Linked DNA regions of Pan troglodytes: region 2 is linked to region 1. The links are chromatin contacts, called in public capture Hi-C maps. All regions are on one chromosome and are shown on one strand. Each heading gives the region's core, a stretch centred on a gene start, on an enhancer-like site or on the middle of the called end of the contact. The rest is flanking DNA. Distances are from core to core; before and after follow the strand shown. Region 1 overlaps LOC104006587 (a long non-coding RNA gene). Region 2 overlaps ARHGAP26 (Rho GTPase activating protein 26).

Region 1 (7,720 bases), core at 3,590-6,089:
GTGCTGGGATCACAGGCGTGAGCCCTCCGGCCTAAAGCTGTCTTAAATTTTGACATGTTATGGAATATAATAAAATAAATTTTAAAACAGGTTTTTAAAAAATGTCTCCAGTGTATGGCCTTCTGGAATGGCTGTTTGATCTCTGGCCAACATGGAGTAGGAGAAAGACACTTTGCATGTTCCTGGCTCACAGTGCTGAGTAGACATGGGTTATTCTCATCTCAAGAGTTCCTGGGAGAATTCTTCTGAGGATGTAGAAATTCTCTCAGGGGCCGAGTATGGTGGCTTTTTCTTGTAATCCTAGCTGCTTGGGGGACTGAGGTGGGAGGATTGCTTGAACCCAGGAATTCAAGGCTACAGTAAACTATGCCTGAGCCACTGCACTCCAGTCTGGGTGACAGAGAAAGACCCTATCTCTAAAAAAAAAAAAAAAGAAAAGAAAGGAAAAAAATTCTCCCAGGGATCATCAGCTGCAGAGGAAGAAAAGAAGAAAAGATACACTCTTGAGGACCTCATGGTCAAAGAATACTGAAAAACAGTGCCTTGGGGGAGGAAAGTGCATCTTCTTACCCTGTGAGATGTTGTTGGCCCAAAGTTGAAAGGAGAGCTTTAAAACTTGCCTGCCCTAAAGGACACAGAGGCGGCTTCTGGGTTAACCGCCTAGGTGCCAGCAAACTCAGGAACAGAGTGGCATTGTCTGGCCAGCTGGGTTCCTGGAGAATGCCTCTGTACTGGCTCCCCACAGGGGAGGAAGGCTCCTGGGGACTGGCAGCAAAGCCTGTCCTGAAACACTTCCCAGATCCACAGACTGTGCTTCTCCTCTCCCTTGGAGGTCAGACCCTGCCTCTGACCTTTGGGATCCAAGTTTCCAAACTCTCTGCTCACACAGTCCCTGCCCCAAGACTGCCCAGAAGAGTACAAAAGCCAGCCAGGCACAGTGGCTCACGCCTGTAATCCCAGCACTTTGGGAGGCCAAGGCAGGCGGATCACTTGAGGCCAGGAGTTCGAGACCAGACTGGCCAGCATGGCAAAACCCTGTCTCTACTAAAAATACAAAAATTAGCTGGGCATAGTGGTGCATACCTGTAGTCATAGCTACTTGGGAGGCTGAGGCTGGAGGATTGCTTGAACCTGGGAGGCAGAGGTTGCAGTGAGCTGAGATGGCACCACTGCACTCCAGCCTGTGTGACAGAGCAAGACTGTCTCAAAAAAAAAAAAGAAGTACAAAAGCCAAGCAAACCTACAAGCAGTGGCAGAAGCTTCTCCAAGCAGAAGGTTGCTAATCCAACTAGCCCGTTCGCCAAAGAACTGTGCAGTGTCTTCACACACTCCGTTTCAACACTCAAAGCTGGGTCATAGTCAAGGTGAGGATCCCTGGTGTTTTTCCATCACAATTTCTTGGCCTCAGACTCCACATGGCTTCAGATTACATCACTTTTCTACTTTCTTTGCCTCTTTTGTGTTATGTTGGCCAACAACACTTCTCTCAGCTGCTGAGGACAGTCTAGTTGAGTCAGGGGAAAAAAAATCTAGGGTCTGCAAGACAGAAATTCAAGCATAATTGTTCTGGAGTAGTAGTCAAATACAGTGCATCAGAATCACATACGGCAGCAGCTCTAAAACTTGACTGTGTTCAAGAGCCGCTGAGGGACCTGTGGCAAAAGTCACCTGTTAAAAAGGAAGCCATTGGCCAGGTGCAGTGGCTCACGCCTGTAATCTCAACATTTTGGGAGGCCGAGGCGGGTGGATCATGAGGTCAGGAGTTCGAGACCAGCCTGGACAATGTGGTGAAACCCCGTTTCTACTAAAAATACAAAAAAATTAGCCAGGCGTGGTGGCAGGCACCTGAAATCCCAGCTACTCTGGAGGCTGAGGCAGGAGAATTGCTTGAACCCGGGAGGCAGAGGTTGTGGTGAGCCGAGAACATGCCATTGCACTCCAGCCTGGGTGACAAGAGTGAAACTCCATCCATCCACACCCTAGATAGAGCTGTCTATATAGTGGGTCTGGGGTATGGCCAAGGGACCTGCATTTTTAACAAGTACCTCAGGGGATTGGAGGCAGCCAGTTAGGGGACCACCCCTTGAGCTGGTTAATAATGCAGGTGTTTGGGGCTGGCCACACACCTACTGAATCAGAATTGGCAGTCCTGTGTGTGTCATATTCCTCTAGAAAAACCCAGCACAGTGCTGAGTTTGGGACCCACTGCTGCAGAAATCTCATTCCAGAAAAAATAAGCCAGGCTTACACTTTTAAGGTCCCCTTTCTCTCTGGCCACTTATAACTGCCCGAAAATCAAGGCACATTATTGCTGGCACAGAAACTGAAGGAAAACTTGCACGTGCCCCAGCAGCTGAGATCCTTAAACAAAAAGGACTACAGAAATGACAAGCATGATTGTAAGAACTGTACGCAGCTTTTCTTTCTTTTCCTGAGTATCGTAGGAATCTCCAAGGTGAATGTGGCCTCCTGGAACTACCCACCTGGCTGGAAGACTGTCCCGCTCTGTGCTATTTGGGAGTAAGCAAGGCAGCCACAGCCATATCTGCCTGTCATCCAGGAGCCGGCGTGGCTGGCACGAGTCCTGAGTGGCTGCATATCACCACCAGATGGACTCCTCCATGCCAGGTGCCAGGTTGCTGCAGCTGCCGGGGAGTGTTCCATCAGCGGGACTGTCTGCACCTGGACAGAATGATGTAACCTACAGGAACGCAAGATTCACAGGCGTGCAGCAAGCCTCAGAAAATTATCAGCCTCAGCTCCGAGTTACGGCTGATTCAGCTGCAGTCTCTGTGGTCAGACTTGCCTGTTGAGGCAGGCTGCTTCTCCGGTGGACTGGATGGCGTCACTTGGAGTTTATGTTAAAGCTGAAGTCTCCCTCAAACTAATGTAACCCTTATTTCCCAGTCCTCGTAAGACAAGTGGAAATCATGGGCCAGGCTTAAGCTTAGCTGATGATCTGATCTCCCAACTGCGTTGGGTGCCGCTGGGGTCACCTAAGCCATTGCTCCCTTTCACTCCTTCAATAAACATTTACTAAGTGTCAGAAATGATAGTAATCGCAAACATTGTCTGAATGATTGCTGGGGTCAGGCATTGTGCTAGACTTGGCACTAGCATCTTCTTATTCAGTACTCACTAAGCTGAATAAGTTTGAGTTCATTTCACAGGTGAGGAAACTTGGCTTCCCAGAGGCAAAGCAGCCTGCCTAAGGCCCCACAAATAATGAGGGGTAGAGCCTCTCATCCATCCACTTCAATGACAAGCCTTGCCCTCTCTGTGGGGTCTTCCCCATGGCCTGACACTGAGTGTGTAGACACTGAATCAACACACACAATGTCAGGTCATGATTCCCCAGCCCCTCTGACTGGTCCCTTCCTCCTATCCATCAGCTGTCTCAGGTAGGCTCAACCCTACCATCCCAGGCTCCTTCCTCCTGCCTTATCGCCACTCTGCTGACCTTCCCTGCACCCCTCTGACTTCTAATGCCTGGCCTCTTGAACCTGGTGTTCCTCAGAGTTCTTTGAGACTTAGCCCCCAGGATGTTTCTCCCAGGAAGTCTTCCCTGACCCACCCCTCCTCCACATTTATGACTCCATTATATGATCGCAGTGCATACCAAAGATGCCTTTGTCTCAACATAACATCCCATATTAGGTTGAAATTTTTGGTTTCTATCTGTCAGTATCCTTTATTAAAATGGAGTTTCATGAAATTGGACAGCTGGCACCAGCACGATGCATGGCGCACGGCGGGTCCTCCATGGATGCTTGCTAGACTGAGCACAGCTGACTCACAGGCCTCAGGCACCAGGGCACGGGCAATAAAGACAGTGAACCTAATATTTTAACACAAGAAGGAAAATACAACCTCACAAATGTCACTCATACTTGGAAGAGGGAAAAACACAACTGAAATATGGTCACCAAAGAATATAGGGAAGGATATAACACACAGGCTGAACTCACGACCCTGTAGTCTGACCAGCTGGGCTTCGGTCTTGGCTCCCCCACTTAAAACTACTGAGATTTGGAGCAAGTTGTTTTCCCTCTCTGTACCTCAGTTCTCTCATCTATAGAGTGCGAGTAGATAATCTTACAGGGTTGTGTGAGGATGAGATAATTCGTGTGCAGTGTTGAAAACAGTACGTTGTTCATGTTTGGATGTTATCATATTTTTTGTTCATAATAAATGGATTTGCTAGAAAGGGGTGAGGGAGGAAACTAAGAAGAAACAATGGTCATAATATTTTAGATTAAGAGTATGGTACAAACCCTCAGGTCCAATTTTTTAAAATACAGGTCAGAAGTTACCACCCAAAGGTGTACAGATTTTTTTTAATTTTCAATGAGCTGCCTATTTAAAAATGAAGAAATTTTACATTATGAGAAAGAAATCCAGACATCCAATTTCTGTCGAAAAACTGGATGACTTCGCAACTCAGCTTCTACTTGCCCCTGGTAATAATTGTCGGGATTTGTGTATCACTGCCCACTTCAGGGTGGACACGTGCTCTCCAGCTCACGCGACCCCTCCAGGCCCTCCAGCTTCTTACCTGGCCTGCTTCATGCTATAGGCATTTGAGTTTGTGACCTCAGGAAGAGAAGATGTCTTCACAATAACAATATACACAGTTTTCCTCTGCTCAGAAGCTATCACACCTCTTTGGTACATCTATCATAAAACTCAGACTTTAACTGCTTCCTCCTCCATCTGGGAGCCCATCTTGCCTCACTTCCTATGACTCCCCATCCATCCTCCCTCCCCACCAGGCTGCCCCCGGCCCCCCTCCCACCCCAGCTCCTCCCTGCTATGGGGCTGGCATGGCCTCTCCGTCCCCTCTGCTTTCCCAAGTCCCCCTGCCCTGTGAAGGTTTAGCTCGTGTCCAGACACCCTAAAGAGCTTCTTTCCCACTCCCTAGCCCACGGGTGGTCTCCCTTTTCCAGGCTTGCACTGCCCTTCGGACAAGGGTAACTACTATTACAGTATGTCTGTGTCTTCTTAGTCTTTACTCTGAAAAGAAGCCTGTTCTTATCTATGCAGTTTCTCTCCTTTTCCCCTGCCCCTTGGGGCTTCTGTCCTTGCTGGGCCTGTTCCTGAAATTTTGTGATTTACAACAAAACCAGAACGGGAGGGGGAGAGATTGGAAAAGAGGTATGGGAGGTAAGGGGAAAAGGAAATGAAAACAAGGGCAAACTGAGGGTGTGCTGTTGAGAGTGAAAAAGAAGGCAGGGGGCCCTGCAACAGCAGCTGGGTGGGAGGGAATGGGAGATGAAGCCGGGGAGGGGACGCGTGCAGCATTGCACGGCTCCCAGCTTCCTTGTATTTACCCATGCTGTCAGAACCATGTCGTGTGCCCCCTTTGGTCTGTTTTCAGGCGGCAACCCTGCATTTCATGGAGGACTGGAAGCTCTGTGAGGGCTGACAAATTATTATTTAGTGACCCTTACATCCCTCAGAGCCTTTGGCCCAGGGCTGAGCCCAGGGACTGCACACGTTCATGCAGAATGACTGACCTCAGTATCCCCAGGTATCCTCAGGCAAATGACCTGAAGAAGACATTGAGCATCAAGAATGTAGCCTCTTCGATTTCACCTCCTGGCAGAAGTGTGATGAGATCAGATGCCACCATGGTTTTGCGTCCCAGAGAATAACCAGGAAGATGCTCTGGAGGAGAGAATAGCAGTTCTCGAGCGAGAGCTCACATGGAAATCACCTGGGAGGGGAGGGGTCTTGTTAAACCAGAGATTGCTGGGCTCCACCCCCAGAGCTTCGGATTCAGCAGGTCTGGGCTAGGACCCCAGAATGTGCTTTTCTAACAACTTCCCAGTTGATGGGGATACGGTTGGTCGGGGAGCCACACTTCGAGCAACCCAGCTCTAGAGTTCAGGGCTGAGGTCTGATCCAAAGCCACTTCCTCCCACCACTCTACAGAAGGAAAGTGACATCCCCTCCCTCTCTAGCAGGTGACTGTCCCCTCTTCATAATCCAGCACATCACTCAACCCACTTCGGAGCTTTATGGAGACTATAGATGCTCATGGCTGAGTGGAGGGTGTCCTCTTGTGGCCCAAATAGAAAATAACCTGAACTGCAGTGACCTCACTCTCAGCCTTATCAAAGTTTGCCAAACACTGAATTTTATCTGCCTGACAAAAGATCCAGGGAAACAGGATGTTCACCATTCACCGGATCTGGTCCATTGCAGAGGAGGGGCCAAGGGTCCATTCAGCATGAGATGGGTCAAATACTTTGCCCAAAAGGTGTCCAAGGATGGCAGAAATGATTTGTACTCATGACTTTGGGATTTTATAGGGTGGGAAGGTATCTTAGGAGAATAGTCCAAACCCAGATACTCACAGAATTATCTGTTGAAGGATACAACTTTGAAAACATGAGTTAGAAGTAAACAATTTCAAAGCCTTGGAAACACCATGTGACTAAGAAGAGACCTTAGAATGACTTTGAACCATGTTTGGATTTGTTCCCTGAACTTTCCTGAAATGAGAAAGCTGGCATCATGAACTGTGGGCTAGTGTAAGAACACTGGAGCAATTGTCACCAGCTCCATCACCAACCAATCTGGTGCAAGCCAGCCCCTTCTCAGCATTTAGCAGCCGTCCAAATACCGTTCTGCGATTCACTGCCACCTACTGCTCAACCCGGAACGAGCAGGAGTTGGTAACTAGGACACAGGGGCAGTGGAGCGGCGCTTCTCAGAAGTTTGGCTTGTATTAGAATCACCTGGAAGGCTTGTTAAAATGTAGATATAGGGGCTTCACCCCCAGAGAGCTGACTCAGTAGGATTGGGGTAGGCCTGAGAATTTACTCTTCTAGTAAATTCTAGGTGACGCCAATGCTGCTGGCCAGGAAATGCCTCTTTGGATAACACTTGTAATTCTCCTTCCACCACACACTTGCTGAGCTTGATTATTAATCAGTCACATCTGTGAGTGATCAAGAGCCACCAATTCAGGATGTCTCAACCTGGGCCCGATTGATATTTTGACGTGGCAATTCTTTGTTGTGGGGGTAGTTTGTCCTGTACATTGTAGGATTTTAGCAGCATCCCTGGCCTCCACCTACTTGATGCCAGTAGCAGCCACTTCCCCCAGGTTTTGATAGTTAAATGTGTCTCAGACATCACCAGATGGCCCTGGGAGGCAAAATTCTCCCATTTGAGAACCACCTCTCTAAAAAGTGGAATATTTTCCTCTTCCATTTGGCAGACTGTGAGGGTATCTGCAAGTATTGTCTTACCTAGGACACTGACATATAATAAACTCTCAGCTCTTTGGGTTTAAACAACAACAGAAAAAATAGACTACATATCCTGAGTGCTTAGTACGTGTGAGTTACTGTGCTGATGCTTTTTAGTATGTAATCAATATTTTTAAAATCTCTGATATATTTAACATTCTTGTTTTTGTAATTAGTGTGTATCTTACCTTTACAGCAGATCTTAATTTGCAGTAGCCTCGTCTCCAGTGCTCCAGAGACACGCAGCTGCCACACTGGGTCCTGCAGGGCTAGACTCTGAGCCGAGATTCTGCCTCTGCCCAAATGGCTTCCAGCCTTTAGATGTGGAACAACACGTGCCAATTTTACTTCAATGTCCTTCCAATCCTGTCCTTATTTCAGCTATTTTATCAGACACACATACCTATTCATGTACTCTGCAATCAGTCCTTGGAATAGTTCCACATAGTTTAAAATAAGGT
Region 2 (7,720 bases), core at 1,623-4,122, 160 kb before region 1:
AAAAATATTTTCTGGCCAAATAAAGAAGCTCAGACACATCTCTTTATTCCTTTAACAAATTTATAATCAGCAACCACTCTGTGTAAGGCTCTACTTTAGGCACCAGAAATACAAGACAAAAATGGTCCCAACCCTCATGGTAGAAATGTTCTAGTAGGAGAACCATGATTAACCAGTAAACAAATAATCAGCATAATTATAGACTGCTGCAAGTGCTACAAAGGAAATAAACAGGGCGCAGTCACAGAGATTCTGTAGATAGGGCACCCAGGAAAGGCATCATTTGGGGAAGGGAGATGTGAGCTGAGACCTACCTGTGAAATACAGAAGGAGCAGAGTAGAGCCTTCTAGAGCAGAACCATCAAGTGCAAATGCCCTGGGGCAGGACACTCGGAGCCAGAAGCCATCACCCGGAGCCCTAACAAGCTCCGCTATGTCAGAATACCACTCATCTGGTACATGCTCACAGAGTGGGCAGAATAACCATACATCCATTTTAGCTGACATATACTCATTTCTATGAATCTGAGTTTTGCTTAAAAGACTGTTCACATACAAGAACAATTAAACATTTAGCAGCAAATGAAGAAAAAGCCTGAGGACACATTACTCCTTCAAATTTGAGGAGGGTACAGGCAAGAGACTTGACTCAAGCAATTCTTTTCCATTAGTGCAACCAGCAACTTTGAACTGGGGCTCCAACTCCAAATGCTGCTCACATGTATCCGCTCCCACCAGCCTTATCAGCAACTCCAAAAGGAGAATCCTGGTCCCAGACAGTCCAGCTGGCCAGAGGTGAGAAAAGGCCAGGGAACATGAGTCACTGGCATTCTGGGACATTCTGGCAACTTGTGCCTCCACATTCCATGTTTAAGAGGACACCCAAAGTTAGAGAAAAAAATAAGGAGAAAGGGAAGCCGTTTCTGTCCTGAGAAAACAGCAATAAGACCTCTGCAGCAAAAAAGTACTACAGCTTAGATAATGTTCTTAAGATGGGAGAGTGTGTCCATTACTCAGGACACAAGATGGTTTTCACCTTCCAGAGAGTCTACTGTGGGGTAGTTAAGTCAAGGATTGAGTTAGAATCCTAAAATTTATTCCCAACTCAATATGGACTGGCTAGAAACAAATCACCATCCCTCTCCAGGACTCAATTTCCTGAACTATAAATTGAGGATGATTAGATAATTGCTCGGGTTTCTTCTTTCAGCTCAAGGACCATATAACAAAATAAAAATAAGAACACCCCCTCCTCAAAGGATTTCTAGGGTTAAATGAAATAAACCACATATAGTGCTTGGCAGGGTGCCTACCACATGGAAAGTGCTCAATAAATGTCAGCAATGGTGGTGACAGTGGTGAGCTCATCACCTAAACCTGCCTCCTTCTTATCAAGAACACACCTGCTTTCCATGTCCCGTGTGCCATGAAGGTAACCCTCCCAAGAACCTACTACAATTGGAAATTAGACATTTATTTGTATCTTTTTGTCTGATGTCTTTCACCCCAGCTACTTCATGAGCACAGCAACCACGCCTGCCTTGTTCTCCACCAAATATCAGGGCACAGAACAGTGCTGGCACAGAGCAGGCTCTCACATATTTTTTAAACAAATGAACTGTGTGTATCTAATATAATCACTAACATTGAATGACTACATGACCAACCTTGTTCTCGTGTTCAGGTAGCTATACGACAGACACCGTTTTAAGCATTTGATAGGAGTTCACTAACTTCTTCTTCATAATAACTCTACGAGGCAAGTTTTATTATTACCCCCATTTTAGAGATCAGGAAACAGGCATGAAGAGGTTTAGTAATCTCCCCAAGTCTACATGCAAATGGCAGAAGTGAGATTTGGATTCAGACAGTCTAGCTGTAGATCCACTCTCTACGCTACTCTCTTATGTCTGTTATACTTATTCTAGAGTCCAGCATTCCAAATGTACCTCTAATACAGGAAAAAATAATTTCCTCAAACTTGGAAATAGAAACTTAGGGCCATGGTTATGTCAAGCACCAGGGGTCATGCCCTACTCCAGAGTAGCACATTAGCATAAGAATGCCCAAGAATCTTCCTCCCTGGCAGCCTTCACAAGGCGCACTCTGCAACAGGCTGTTATGGCAACCGAAGCAGCACCAGAGAGTGGAGGAGGAGGAAAAAGTAATTTTAGCATGGCACAGACAGAGTTCAGAACCTCCACTTGGCCAATACCCAAACCAGCTGAAGAGCACTTGCTGGCTCTGAGATGTTCTTGAGACTGCTCCCTGGGTCGCCTAGAAGTGGATCTGTTGTTTGCTTGTTTGTTGTCTCTTAAATTTACATAATGTTATGATATAAATGTATGTGTGTGTGGAGTGATGCAAAGGAGGACACGCCAGGAGGAAAAAATGACAAATGGGGAGGGATGAGAAATCACCCAAATGTCATCACAATTCTTCTTTAGTGATCATCCAAAAGTTATTTAATAATCAATAATTATTCATGTTTTAATGAATAGGAGAATAGAATATGCATGAGGGGAAACATGCTTTGGTGAGTGACTATTTAAATTCTTTTATTCTAGTATGTCACCATCTATACCACCCCCCAGCCGCCGCCCCGGGGCACAGTAGCTCCTCCTATCATTAAGATCACTGGTATCAAGCCCAAAGGGAGCTCACTCAGACTCTTGCCTCACCTCCTTGGTAACCATGGTAACCCTCAAGAGAGTGAGAGAAGAGGCCAGAGAGAGAGGCATCTGTGCTCAGAAGGAGAAGTAACTATTGAAAAGATGACTCAACAGACAGGTCTGCTCTGCCTCAGTCTCCAAGCTCTGCATAACCCCTGGAAGCCACTGCCAAGCATGTTCAAGAGTGGGGAGGCACAGGCCCCAAGGCCACCAAGAGGAGGCCTGCAGGCGGGGCCTGCACTGCCAGGAACTGAGGGAGCATTCGCTCACAGCTTATTATCTGCCATCACTGGACTGGTTCACAGTCTGTATGAATTCTTAGTGGAATAAGACTTTGTGCAAATTATACATTCCTTAATCTCTGATACAGCACCAGTGAGCTCCCACTTCCTCATAAATGTGTAAACTAAAATTAGTAGAAAATACTCTAAAACTGGGAGAAAGTCTTTGCCACAGTCCCTCTTTCAAACTGTGATCAACCATCCCTCTGAAAGACCCTGACTAAACATCATCTTTTGCAGGCCCTAATCATATCTATTTCCAGGAAGCAGATGCACTTAGGGGTGTGTGTGTTGTAGGGGTGAGGAATACCTCATTTTGCAACTAAGCAAAATCCACACAAAGTAAGAGGGTGGTGTTGCCCAAAAGTCCCTGCAGGTGGAGTAAGAGACCGCAGCTGAATTGACTCACAGTTCCAGAAAAACAGGAAGAAAACGTTGGAAATCTTTTTGCTTTCATTGATTCCAATGAAAACATCTTCTCTGCAGGTAGCCTCTAACACTCTACCGAAGGTCAAACCAGCTAGAGTTTCCTAGTGATTTTTTTTTTTGGACATGGAGTCTTGCTCTGTTGCCCAGGCTGCAGTCAGTGGCGTGATCTCGGCTCACTGCAACCTCCACCTCCTGGGTTCAAGCGATTCTCCTGCCTCAGCCTCCCGAGTAGCTGGGAACTACAGGCACCCACCACCATGCCCAGCTAATTTTTCTATTTTAGTAGAGATGGGGTTTCGCCATATTGGCCAGCCTGGTCTCGAACTCCTGACCTTGTGATCCGCCCGCCTCGGCCTCCCAAAGTGCTGGGATTACAGGCGTGAGCCACTGTGCCCAGCCCTCCTAGTGATTTATTACAGGGCAAAGGAGCCCTGGAGAATCCACCTTTTAAAAAGGAACAGGATTCCCTTTGCAGTCTCTCAAGAACACATTAGAATTAGTCAAGCTTAGGCTACAGTCCCTCCAGGTCAGTGATAACAAACAGTGATCTCCAGGTTGAAGCAGGCCTGCAGATGTCGTTTTTTGACCTGCACAATGGGTAATACATATTTTAAAATTATTTGCCAACAAGAAATTTCACATAAAACTGGCTTTTCAGTTTGTCTTGAAACATTTAAAGAATCAGCAAGAGAGGGCCCATTTCCAGACCCAACAAAAATCAGCTAAACCTAAGTACCAGCTGCCTCCTTTTAAAGAAAGTCCCTGTACCCACAGGGCACAAATTTGTAACCCCTGCTTAGGCTGCAAGTCCTGGACCTCCACAAAATACAATTCCACGAAAACAAATGTATTGTTCAATAAAGGCAATTGTCTAAGCACACAGCTATCTATTATAATAACACAAATGAGGTGTGGTTTCTACCTTTGGATGATTCATGAACAAGCACAAAACAATGAGGTAACAAAATACCAGAATGGCCCCTCCGGGGTTGATGGCTCAGATGGTCATACTTCAGTCACCCGTAAAGAACTGATGAGTTGGGCTCTATAGAGTTTTCTGCCTAAGATTTTCTGAAGAATGTGGGCTTCGATTTTCTGAAGACATTTCTGAAGACTTTTTTTTAAAGAAGGTGCTGTGTTTTCCAGACCTCTCACCCTAAAATCCAGACCAAAGCTTGCAAAATTCTCACCTTGGCAGCCCCGATCTGTTCCTTTCGAAACTTCTCCAAGGGAGTGATGAGCACCTCGCTGGCATTCTCAATCTGGTGAAGAACAACAGAGTAAGGGAAAGAAGACATGAAAGCAGTATCAGTAAAGAATTACAGCAGCTCCAGCATGAGATGCCTCCCCATGTCTTAAAATAAAATTTGGGGAGGCAGTGTTGTACATGTCAACTGTTTACAACCTTCAAACTAATAGCATGTCAAATCAAAACTGTCATCATTTCAAAACATGATAATCTTCCTCCCATGCATGATTAATATTGGTTATTTAAAAGTAAAAATGAGGAACTCTAAAACTGTAAGCGATCCTCTGAAGGGGCAGAGGGGAACTGGTAAAAGAGTGGGGTCTAAGTTACAAGCTTCGGTGACATTTTCTTGCAAATATTAATTTACCCAAGTTATGGGTAAAGTAGATCAACACTGAGTCTAGGTTAAAAACAAATAAACAAAGAAACACCTCTGGACATCTGATGGCATAAAAACCTTCCAAGCTTGATTTTGTGTTGCTCTACCAAGACAGGACTGGACTAGAGCCAGGACACCTGTGCCTCCTGACTACTGGCTGCCTCTCAACTTCATCTCATAGGGCTCACCCCTCAGGTCCTGCATTCCAACCTACTGGCACTCCAATGCACCTCAAACGCACCAAACTCGTCCCACCTCAGGGCCGTAGCATTTGGCTATTCTTTCAGACACTGTGTTCCCAAACCCTTACAGGGACAGCTCCTTCATGTAATTAAGATTTCAGCTTAAAGGTCACCTCTTTAGGGAGGCCTTCCCTGACTACCAACATAACTCAACTTCCCTCCCCTACCAAGTGTGTTCTGGTTCACCACTACACACTACACATTTATACACACACACACATGCGTGCATACACATACACACACACACATACACATCAGTATCTTGTAAAGGCTCACTTTGACACCACTATCCCCAAAACAAAGAAGAGTGCTGAGACAAAGCAGCACTCAAACATATTTGAATGACTAAATGAATGAATGGATTAATTCTTGATTGGCTGCCAACTGTGTGACCATGGGCAAAACATTTAACCTCTCTGGGCTCTAATTTCGTCATCTGCAAAATGAGTGGGCTGAATTGTCCATCGCTAAGATTCTATGGTCTTTTCTAAGGCAGTACAATATTTTACAGTTTTTCCTTTTAAGTCATTCATTTATCACTCTTTGCTCAACTAATTATTCCAGGAATCTTGCTGCAACAAAGCATTATTTTTCCTAAGCCACATGCATGTCCACTGCAATGAAACTAACCGGGTAAATGCCAGAAGTCACAGATGGACACAGTAAAGAACTAACTGAACAATGTAAGGGACAGAAAAAGTCAAGTCTCCAAATTTATTCCCATTTGCCTTTTTCTCAATTTGGAGATCACTTATTTCAGAAGAGTGAAATTTAAGACTAGAGTGTTACGGTGTTAATTTGTTTGATTTTGTGATTTTTATTGTTATTTGATGTTACTTAATTGGTTCACTGAAGTCTTCTCCACAAACCATCTGCAAGTCTCTGAAGCTTACAAAGGTGTGCCAAGCCCCTAAAGTCAATGATTCTCAACCTTAACTACGCAGTAGAATCACCTGGAAAGCTTTTAAAATCCCTAAGTTTAGGCTACACTCCAACTAACTCAGAATCCCTGGACTTAGTCCCAGACATCAGTATTTTTCAAACTCCCCAAGTTATTCCAGTGGACATCCATGATTGAGAATGCAGTCATAAGTAGTCGCTTATAAAACGAAAGTGCTCAACTGCTCACCTGGGAATCAGGACCCCCAAGTCCTTCGCCCAGCCATACTACTACTTGCTATCAGCCTTAATAAGACCTGTTTTCTCATCTGTCAAATGAGCAATTGCAGATGGTGACGAATAAGGTCCCACTTAGTCTAAGATTCTACGACTGTGTAACATCCACTTGGTTCCAACACTGCCTGATGTTGGGGACATGGAAGCCCAGTCTCTGCCCTTGAGGAACTCATATTTACTACAGGGCACAGACAGGTACAATGTTTATCAGGACACAATGTGGTAAACACAGGATCAGAAGCACGAACTGGATGTTAAGAAAATACCAAGGGTAGCCATATAACCCAGAAGTCAGGAAAGGCTTCCCAGAGAAGGTGCGGCTTTGCTTGCTGAGCTTAACTGAACTGATGGAGTTGTCACAGGGCAAGGAGGTAGAGAAGGGGCTTGCTACGGCCAGATACTCAGATGCAGACAGTAGAAACTCAATTCACTGACATTAATAATAAAATTGCAGAGGCAAGCTGAAAAGTATAATCCAGTCATTGTTCCCTTACCACAGGCCATAGCAATCTGCAGGGTATTCATGGTGATTTGCTTGCCACACCCCCACCCCCAAATACTAACTCAGCCAAGAATCAGACTCAAAAGAATCATTTCCCTTTCTTAGGCACCAGCACGTGCACAAACACACAAGCTTTCCCTTGCTTCCACCCACCACCAACCCCCACTGCTGCCGCCACCACCCTTCTGATTCTGGTTCAGGCACCAGCAGTGAGCAATCAAGAGAAAGTGGTCTTTCCGTAGGGCAAAAGGTAAGAGGTTTCTACTCTGTTCGGAGTTTTAAAGAAATCCTTTTTTTTTTTTTTTTTTTTTTTGACACAGGGTCTTGCTCTGTTGCCCAGGCTGGAGTGCAATGGTGCAATCACAGATCACTGCAGCCTTGACCTCCCTGGCACAAGCGATCCTCCTCCCTCCTCCCAAGTAGCTGGGACTACAAGCATACGTCACAATGCCAGTCTTCTTTAAAAAAAAAAATTTGTTGAGATGGGGTCTCACTATGTTGCCTCCAGACTGGTCTTGAACTCCCAGGCTCAAGCGATCCTCTCACCTCGGCATCCCAAGGTGCTGGGATTACAGGCATGAGCCATCACACCTGGCCCCCACATTTTTAAATATTTTTTAATATAATGCAGACTTGGGTTTGAACCCAGACTGTATCACTTATTAACTGTGTGATCTGTGACAAGTTACTTAACCTCTGTAAACCTCAATATCTTCATCTGAAAAACAGCAATAATATAGATACCACTTCCCAGAGTCATCATGGGGGTTAAAATAGAAAATGCATCTTG

Evidence for each region. Capture Hi-C pulls out chosen DNA fragments and counts their contacts.
Region 2: a contact with region 1 is called in a capture Hi-C map of stem cell-derived neural stem cells, with 5 times the contacts expected there. The contact joins two enhancer-like sites. A contact is called at or near these places in 4 of 7 Hi-C or Micro-C datasets (blood, induced pluripotent stem cells and stem cell-derived neural progenitor cells), 1 of 1 datasets of contacts at active chromatin or transcription factors (stem cell-derived excitatory neurons) and 1 of 1 other capture datasets (stem cell-derived neural stem cells).

What each region holds. Positions count from the first base shown.
Region 1 is chr4:140,432,735-140,440,454 of NHGRI_mPanTro3-v2.0_pri, reverse strand. It overlaps LOC104006587 (a long non-coding RNA gene), which reads right to left. Exons shown (of 8, transcript XR_010157350.1): 1 at 7,448-7,720; 2 at 5,517-5,667. Among named protein-coding and RNA genes, the nearest start is that of FGF1, 22 kb to the right of the region's middle. Within about 2 kb of position 4,839, at least 1 of the 24 cell types and tissues checked has an H3K27ac peak or open chromatin away from gene starts, as enhancers often do. A contact at or near this core is called in stem cell-derived neural stem cells, where this site is marked.
Region 2 is chr4:140,593,108-140,600,827 of NHGRI_mPanTro3-v2.0_pri, reverse strand. ARHGAP26 (Rho GTPase activating protein 26) reads right to left here. Exons shown (of 24, transcript XR_008548285.2): 4 at 4,573-4,644. Among named protein-coding and RNA genes, the nearest start is that of ARHGAP26, 110 kb to the right of the region's middle. Within about 2 kb of position 2,872, at least 2 of the 24 cell types and tissues checked have an H3K27ac peak or open chromatin away from gene starts, as enhancers often do. A contact at or near this core is called in stem cell-derived neural stem cells, where this site is marked.